Regions from separate parts of the Mus musculus genome. Here region 2 is linked to region 1. Evidence: chromatin contacts called from public promoter capture Hi-C data. All regions are on one chromosome and are shown on one strand. Each heading gives the region's core, a stretch centred on a gene start, on an enhancer-like site or on the middle of the called end of the contact. The rest is flanking DNA. Distances are from core to core; before and after follow the strand shown.

What was found. Capture Hi-C pulls out chosen DNA fragments and counts their contacts.
Region 2: a contact with region 1 is called in a promoter capture Hi-C map of adipose tissue. The contact joins the promoter of Zfand2a here to the promoter of Gper1 in region 1. A contact is called at or near these places in 6 of 39 promoter capture datasets (the C10 cell line, the HPC-7 cell line, frontonasal cranial neural crest and 3 more), 6 of 484 Hi-C or Micro-C datasets (the G1E-ER4 cell line, bone marrow-derived macrophages, embryonic fibroblasts and 3 more), 6 of 115 datasets of contacts at active chromatin or transcription factors (the HPC-7 cell line, the SCID.adh cell line, bone marrow-derived macrophages and 2 more) and 5 of 9 other capture datasets (adipose tissue, embryonic stem cells, liver and 2 more).

The regions. Positions count from the first base shown.
Region 1 is chr5:139,421,662-139,425,387 of GRCm38.p6, reverse strand. Gper1 (G protein-coupled estrogen receptor 1) reads right to left here and starts at 2,209. Exons shown (of 3, transcript NM_029771.3): 1 at 2,034-2,209; 2 at 1,516-1,727. The region is part of intron 2 of 3110082I17Rik (RIKEN cDNA 3110082I17 gene); the gene reads left to right.
Region 2 is chr5:139,482,869-139,486,335 of GRCm38.p6, reverse strand. Zfand2a (zinc finger, AN1-type domain 2A) reads left to right here and starts at 1,845. Exons shown (of 7, transcript NM_001159908.1): 1 at 1,845-2,059.

The sequences.
Region 1 (3,726 bases), core at 960-3,459:
GTTTGTCGAGACAGGAAGTCTCATTAACTTCAGCAGCTGTTGGAAAGAGACGTGACATGGGAAGGGAAAAACCCAGCCTTTCTCAAAGGTAGTCCAAGAACCCAAGGGCTGGGAGCTGCCTTTTCTCTTGCAGTAAAGTGGGAAGAGAAATTTTGTTCTTTGACCTGTGGCGGTACTGAGTGTGGTGCCAGGAGGAGACACCTGCCATCGTTTAAAGGGAAAACAAGTAAAGAACAAGCATTGTTATTGGAGGACTGGGATGTAGCTCAGTGGTAAAACATTTATCTGGCACACAAGAGAGCTGTGGGTTCCACCTTCAGTATCTTTCTCTTGTGTGCGTGTGTGTGCATGTGTGTGCACGCGCGTGCACACACGCGCACACACACAGAGAGCTGTATCATTTTTTCCTGAGATGAGTTTTTGCTATGTAGCTCTTGCTGTCCTGGAACTCACTCTGTAGACCAGGCTGGCCTCGAACTCAGAAATCCGCCTGCCTCTGCCTCCCGAGTGCTGGGATTAAAAGGCGTGTGCCACCAACACCCAGCTCACACAGCTGGTTTTGAGGCAGGGTCTCTTATAGTCCAGGCTGTTCCAAATTCACTAAACAGTAGGGGATGACTCCTCGTCCTCCCGGCTACTCTGGAGGTTGTGCTCCGGAGGATCCCTGGAGCACAGGCGTTTTAGACTAGCTCAGGCAGCAGCCTGAGACCCCGATCTCAAGGAATAAGGAAGACAGGAGAGAAGAAGGGAAGCAGCTTGTCCTTTACATAAGTTCCTGTGAAATACAACATTTTAGGCACTGCAGCCTGGAAGCTGAGCTTCATTGGTCCCTGGGGATGGTTCCTAGCCTGTATGACTCTGCCTCGGGGCTCTCTGGGGTAATCCAGGTTCTCAGCGGCACTAGCAGTGTCTCGAGACCCTAGGGTGTCACTGTGTAGGAGATGGGTGCTGGCATCTGGTGAGTGGAAGCTGAGAATGCTACTAAGTGTCCATATTGCCCCGGGCAGGGACATGGCAGCTACTGTCCCTGTGTCTTCCTTCACAGTCAGAGCGAGACAGCAAAGTGCTCCTCAGATGTGCTCCTGAAAACACATCTCTGTTGCTTTGCTTGTGGTGATTGCATTTGGTTTTGAGGTGGAGCAAGAGCAAACCAGAGGTTTAAATTGGCCTTTCTCTCCCCAAATACTGCTTCATTAAAATGATGGGAAGAAGAAAGGAGGGGCTGTGGCCACATCCTGCCTTGGATGTGTGGGTGTGGGTGGCCAACCCATCTTTCATGGACGTGCCCATCTGAGCCACAGAAGCGCCAGTCTTCTGAGTCTAGCTACAATGCAGAGGGTTTCCCTTCATTTCTTCTGATACCTGAGCCTGGTGCATACTTTAATCCCAGCACAAAAGGATGAGAGGCAAGTGGAGCTCTAAGTTTGAGGCCAGCCCAGTCTATGAAGTGAGTTTGATGCCAGTCAGGGCTGAAACAAACAAACAAACAAAACCTGAAAATTTAAAAGTACTCACCCAGAGTGTGTGAGTGTTGAGGCTTGGCCACAATTCCAGCAGCTTAAGGGGAGCAGAGTCCTTGGATGGCTTTCTCCCTAGATCTGATCAGCTGTTTTGGTGGGTGCATGGCAGAAATGACACCCTGGCTTCTGTCCTTGGTCCAGATCGCTGCTCTGTTAATCTAACGATCAGACTTAGTGTCCTTCTGATTTTCTGTTGGGTGTCCTGATCTGGGGAAACAAGACTAGGTTTTTGCCAGGCTTACGAGGCCCCTGTCCTTGAAACAGTTGTAAGCTTCCAGGACTCCCTTGGCAGACAGAGTGGCAGCATCGTGGTGTTACAGGGCGTAGCCAGGACCCAAGTGTGGCCGAGCTTTAGGTAGGCATGCTGTTGTTGCCTGCGCCTGGATAGACCTTGCTCACACCTATCGTGCAATCCTGGAGGCCGAGGGTGCATGACTGCCCCACCAGTGCCACCCCACCCCAGCAAGGAGTTCCGAGCCACACGCAGTCCCGGAACCTGAGTGTGAATCTTACCTGTGCCGTGGCGTTACCAGGCCATCTGCTGGAGGTGCTCCTGGAGCTTGCTCCAGGGATGGACCCTGGACTTGCAGCACTTTGGGGACGGTGCCCAGCAGGGACCCAGCAGGAGAGGAACAGAAGCACCCGCCCGATGCCTGGGGATGGATGCCTGTGGCCGTCCAGCAGCGTCTGGCCCCCTTGGCACAGCGCCTCCTTTATAGACTTCCCAAGCCTACTCACTGGGCTCTGGCCAGCCTCCCTTTAAGGCCAGCATTAACCATTTTTTTGCTGGCAGTTTTTTTCCTCCCACATGTAGACAGTGAAAACGACCCTGCTGGATGTGTATTTTATGGAAGTTTCCAGTGTGACTGCTGATTTTCACCCACTGACACATTTATTTAAAGTGTGAAAGGATTATAATATTGTTTACCTTTTAGGTAAGAATCCTTCCTCATTTGTTGAAGCAATGATACCCTTGCCTGTTTTAGCTTGTGCTGGCTTTAAAACTGAACACTGAGTTTCCTCAATCAGCATGGTAGGACTGCAGTCACACAGCAAATGTAAGCTATAGTTTTCCTAGGGATGCTCGAAGTGGGAAATACAGTCTACAAGTAGCCGGCATTTTGACCAGAAATTAGGAATCCAGGTGTGTTTTCTACTCTAATGTTAGCTAGGGCTAATGTCCCTCTACCCAGGGGTCAGCTCTGTCTCTAGTTCTAGACCGTGTACAACCAAGGTGGGGGGGGGGGGAAGTGGCCTTGTAACTTACTTAGTACGTATCCACAACACTGGGGTTCTCATAGAATTGTGGCCCTGGGGGTGGAGACAAACATGGGGAACAGGGCTTCGCCACATAATCGGACCTCCTGCAGCCCCGACCTGAGCAATCCAGTCAAGTGATTATGTATTCGTAATGATTTAGAGTTCGTTGGTCTCATTTGTGCACTCTTCTTTGTATCTGAGTGTGTGTGCATGTTTATGTATGTAGGTATAAATGTATGTGGATGTAGAGGCTAGAGAACCTGTTTGCTAGTCCTCAGGTTCTGTCCACCTTGTTTGTTTGTTTGTTTGTTTGTTTGTTTATGGCAGGGTCACTGATCAGCCTAGGGCTCACCAAAACAGGTAGGATGGCTGGCAAGAGACCCCCAGGGTCCCACCTCTTCCCACTCAGTGCAGCCCCCTGTGTTTTTAGCTTGATGTCTTTTTGATTGTCGGCAATCTGTGATGTTGAATACATTGAGAGGGCATTTGTGTTCTGAGCATGAATATTGCATACCTCTGCTGGCTGAGGACTGCAGAAACCACCACATGCTGCTCCTCTAAAGGGGGACTCTGTGCAGCAGGAAGAAGCAGATACTGGGTTGGAGAGGTGGCTCGGCAGTTAACACTTGTTGCTCTTAAAGAGGACAGAGGTCCAATTCCCAGCACCCCTAGGGTGGCTCACCATCATCTGTAACTCCAGACCTAGGAGATCCAACCCACACTCTCAGACTCTGGGAACCAGGCACACAGGTGACACCCATGCCGGTAAAACAGTCATACACATAAAATATGTTTATGAACAGATGAAGCAGTTAGCTGCATGTAGACAGCTACAGGGTCTCTAGAAAACAACGATCAGCTGCCCTGTGCCCACGTGTGTAGCTTCCTGCTAGAAACATGTTTGGTGGCTTTCTATAGGAAACTGGCTTAGAATCTTTGAGATATG
Region 2 (3,467 bases), core at 596-3,095, 61 kb before region 1:
TGAAGCAGAAGCTGTGGAGGACCACTACATACTAGCTTGCTCCTCCTCCTCCTCCTTTTTTTTTTTGAGATGGTCTTTCTACGTAGCCCTGGATGTCCTGGAACTTGCTATGTAATGTTGGCTAGGGGGCTGGAGAGATGGCTCAGGGGTTAAGAGCACTGACTATTATTATTATTTTTTCTTTTGGTTCTTTTGAGACAGGGTCTCTGTATAGCCCTGGCTGTCCTGGAGCTCACTTTGTAGACCAGGCTAGCCTCGAACTCAGTAATCCGCCTGCCTCTGCCTCCCGAGTGCTGGTATTAAAGGCGTGCGCTACCACGCCCGGCCGGCACTGACTATTCTTCCAGAGGTCCTGAGTTCAATTCCCAGCAACTGCATGGTGGCTCACAGCCATCTGTAGTGGGATCCGATGCACTCCTCTGATATGTATCTGAAGACAACTACAGTGTACTCATGTAAATAAATCTTTTTTAAAAAACAAAGCAAAAAGTAATGTTGGCCAAGCTGGACAAGAACTAGGAGAGCCACCTGCCTCTGCTTCCCACATGCTGCGATTATAGGTGTACACATCCAACTGGCCTGATTTTTACTTTCTTATAGCACCTAGGATAATCAGCCTAGGGGTGGTACTACTCGCAAGGAGCTCAGCCCTTCCATATTAATGACTAACTTAAAAGTACTTCCTAGGCCAATCTTATAGAGGTTATTTCCTGAACTGTGGTCTCCTCTTCTCAGTTTATGTCAGATTGAGAAATAAATAAATAATTAATTAAAAACATAAATAATCAGGACAGAGCAGTAGTATTCTGGGTCTATTAGCCTAGCCCACAGATCTTTGGTATTCTCGAGCTTGGGTCAGCAACACTTGAACATCTTTCTTTCTTTTTTTTTTTTTTTTTTGGTTTTTTTCGAGACAGGGTTTCTCTGTGTAGCCCTGGCTGTCCTGGAACTCACTTTGTAGACCAGGCTGGCCTCAAACTCAGAAATCCGCCTGCCTCTGCCTCCCGAGTGCTGGGATTAAAGGCATGCGCCACCACCGCCCGGCTTGAACATCTTTCTTTCTTTCTTTCTTCTTCTTCTTTTTTTTCTTTTTTTTTTTTTAAGATTTATTTATTTATTTATTTATTTAAAGTACACTGTAGCTGTCCTCAGACACTCCAGAAGACGGAGTCAGATCTCATTACGGATGGTTGTGAGCCACCATGTGGTTGCTGGGATTTGAACTCCTGACCTTCGGAAGAGCAGTCGGGTGCTCTTACCCACCGAGCCATCTCACCAGCCCTGAACATCTTTCTTAAATCACATGCATAGTCCGTGCTCCAGCAACTCTGGTAACAGAGATACAGGCATTTTGGGTATCATCTTGTAATTCTTCTGTAGACTGGACCTCACTTTTCCAAGGCATGTTTGTTCAGATGACCTGTCCCTGGCGTTCTGCCTCCCCGAGTCCTGGGATCCTTACAGCTTCACAAATGGGCCATCAATCTGTGCATACCGCGATCCCAGCCCTCAGGGAACTCCTACTGAGACACAGGATTCTCACGTCCGGCCGGGTCCTGTCTCAGGCTCTCAGGTACAGGCAAGCCTGTCACCTCACCCAGAGCTGCCTCACCACGACTCAGCCTAAGCTAGAGATGTTGCCTGACTGTTCTAGAAAATAGGCGGGGGGATAGGGAGGGACGAAAAGGCCGTAGAACTGCTGGATTGGTGACATGTAAGTGACGTCATCACGGCGCCCAGCCCTCTGGGGGTCATAACACGAAGGAATTGGCTGGCCTTCGATGACATTTTGGGCGCGCTGGCGGGCCGACTCTAGATGTTAGGGGATTGGTTGGTGTTGGTGTGGCGTCATCAGAGCGCGCCGGGAACGCCCAGGATGTATGACTCTGGATCTGTCGGCTGGGGATAAATGGCCCAGGCTGCTGCAGGGGCAATGCTACGCTTTCCGGCCTTGAGAGAAGTCGGGCGCTTCGCGGCGATTGGAGCTGCAGTTTCTACTGCGGTGTCACCGGGATAACCACAAAGGGCACCGCTTGTCTGTCTCCGCCTCTGACTACCCGTGAGTGCCAGGTACCGGTGTGGTTGCGGGCCGCTGGGGCCCGGGGAGCTGGTGAACTAGGGGCTGGCGTCTCCGCGCTGTGATTTCTCGTGGCCTGGCCATCAAGGAGTTACTGTCTCAGCACAGTGACATCTCACATCCCCAGGTCAACTGCCCTGAGCCATTGTCGCGGCAGCCAGGCATAGTGGTTGTTGCAGGCCTGTAGTCTCAGCGCTGGGGAGTTGAGTTATTAGATCACAAGCTCCAGGCTAACCTGAGCTAAGTAGTGAGACACACTTTCATGAAACAGTCTACTAGCAGGGCATGGTGGCTCGTGCCTTTAATCCCTGCACTCCAGAGGCAGAGACAGGCGGATCTCCGAGTTGATAGCCAAAGTGATCTACAAAACGGGTTAAGGGACAGCCAGCACTACAAAATAGCGTCTGTCCTAGGCCCCCGGCCCCCTGTTTAAAAAAGGGGGGGGGGAGAAAAGAAACAGTCGGTGGTCATTTGGTAATACGTCACGTGCTGCTTGCTTTGAACAAAAACATTTCATAATGCGGATTCTGTTGTGCACGACTTAAAAGGTTTCCTCCCCGACAGGAATGAGATCCACCCTAACCACTAAATGCAGTAGGAAAGGAAGGGGGAAGGGTGGGAAGTGAATTGGCTTAGAGGTGTTAGAGGTGACGTTTGAGGAAGTGACACTGTAGACTGGTCCTTGACAAGTCAAATAGATGTCTTCTGAAGCCTGAGAGTTCTCAACAAGGAGTAGATAAGAAGTTCCCAGCAGAGAAAGTAATAGAAAGATGTGAAAAGCTCTTTGGGGACTTGACCTGTGGAAAGTGCAAGAGTTTCGAGTCATTTGATAGGTGACAGGACTTGGAGGAGACTTTGCTTCAAGCCTGGTCTCCGGGATGCCAGCCTCTCTGCTTGTCTGTTTCTTGTGGTTAATTAAAGTGCCGCTTGCCTTGATCGGCCCTGGCCTGATGTCATTATGGCGTGTGCACAAAGTAAAACTGAAGGCATGAGGGAGGGAGAGGCAAGGGACAGCCTACTCTGGGGAGCATAGTCAACTGATGCCACTTAGCACCTGGCACCGAATCTTGTTGATGTCAACAAGTGTATTGAGGAGTTGAGACTGCAGCTTGAGTTCCAAGGAGACCATAATTTTCAGTGGCAGCTATGGACTCCATACGGGAAGCCTTTCTTTCTCTCACCACATTTGTTTTGTTTTTGCCAGAGCTGGGGATTGAACCTAGAACTTCCCCCTCCCACATGCTACGCAGAGCATTCTCTTATTAACCCAAGGCTTGGTATTTATGATGAAACGACCACTTTGCTCTTTGCTGAGAATTTATGAGATGGCAGTCTTTCCCATGGCCCCAGGATGGTTTGGGTTTCCCGTGCTTCTCACAAATAGCTTCTC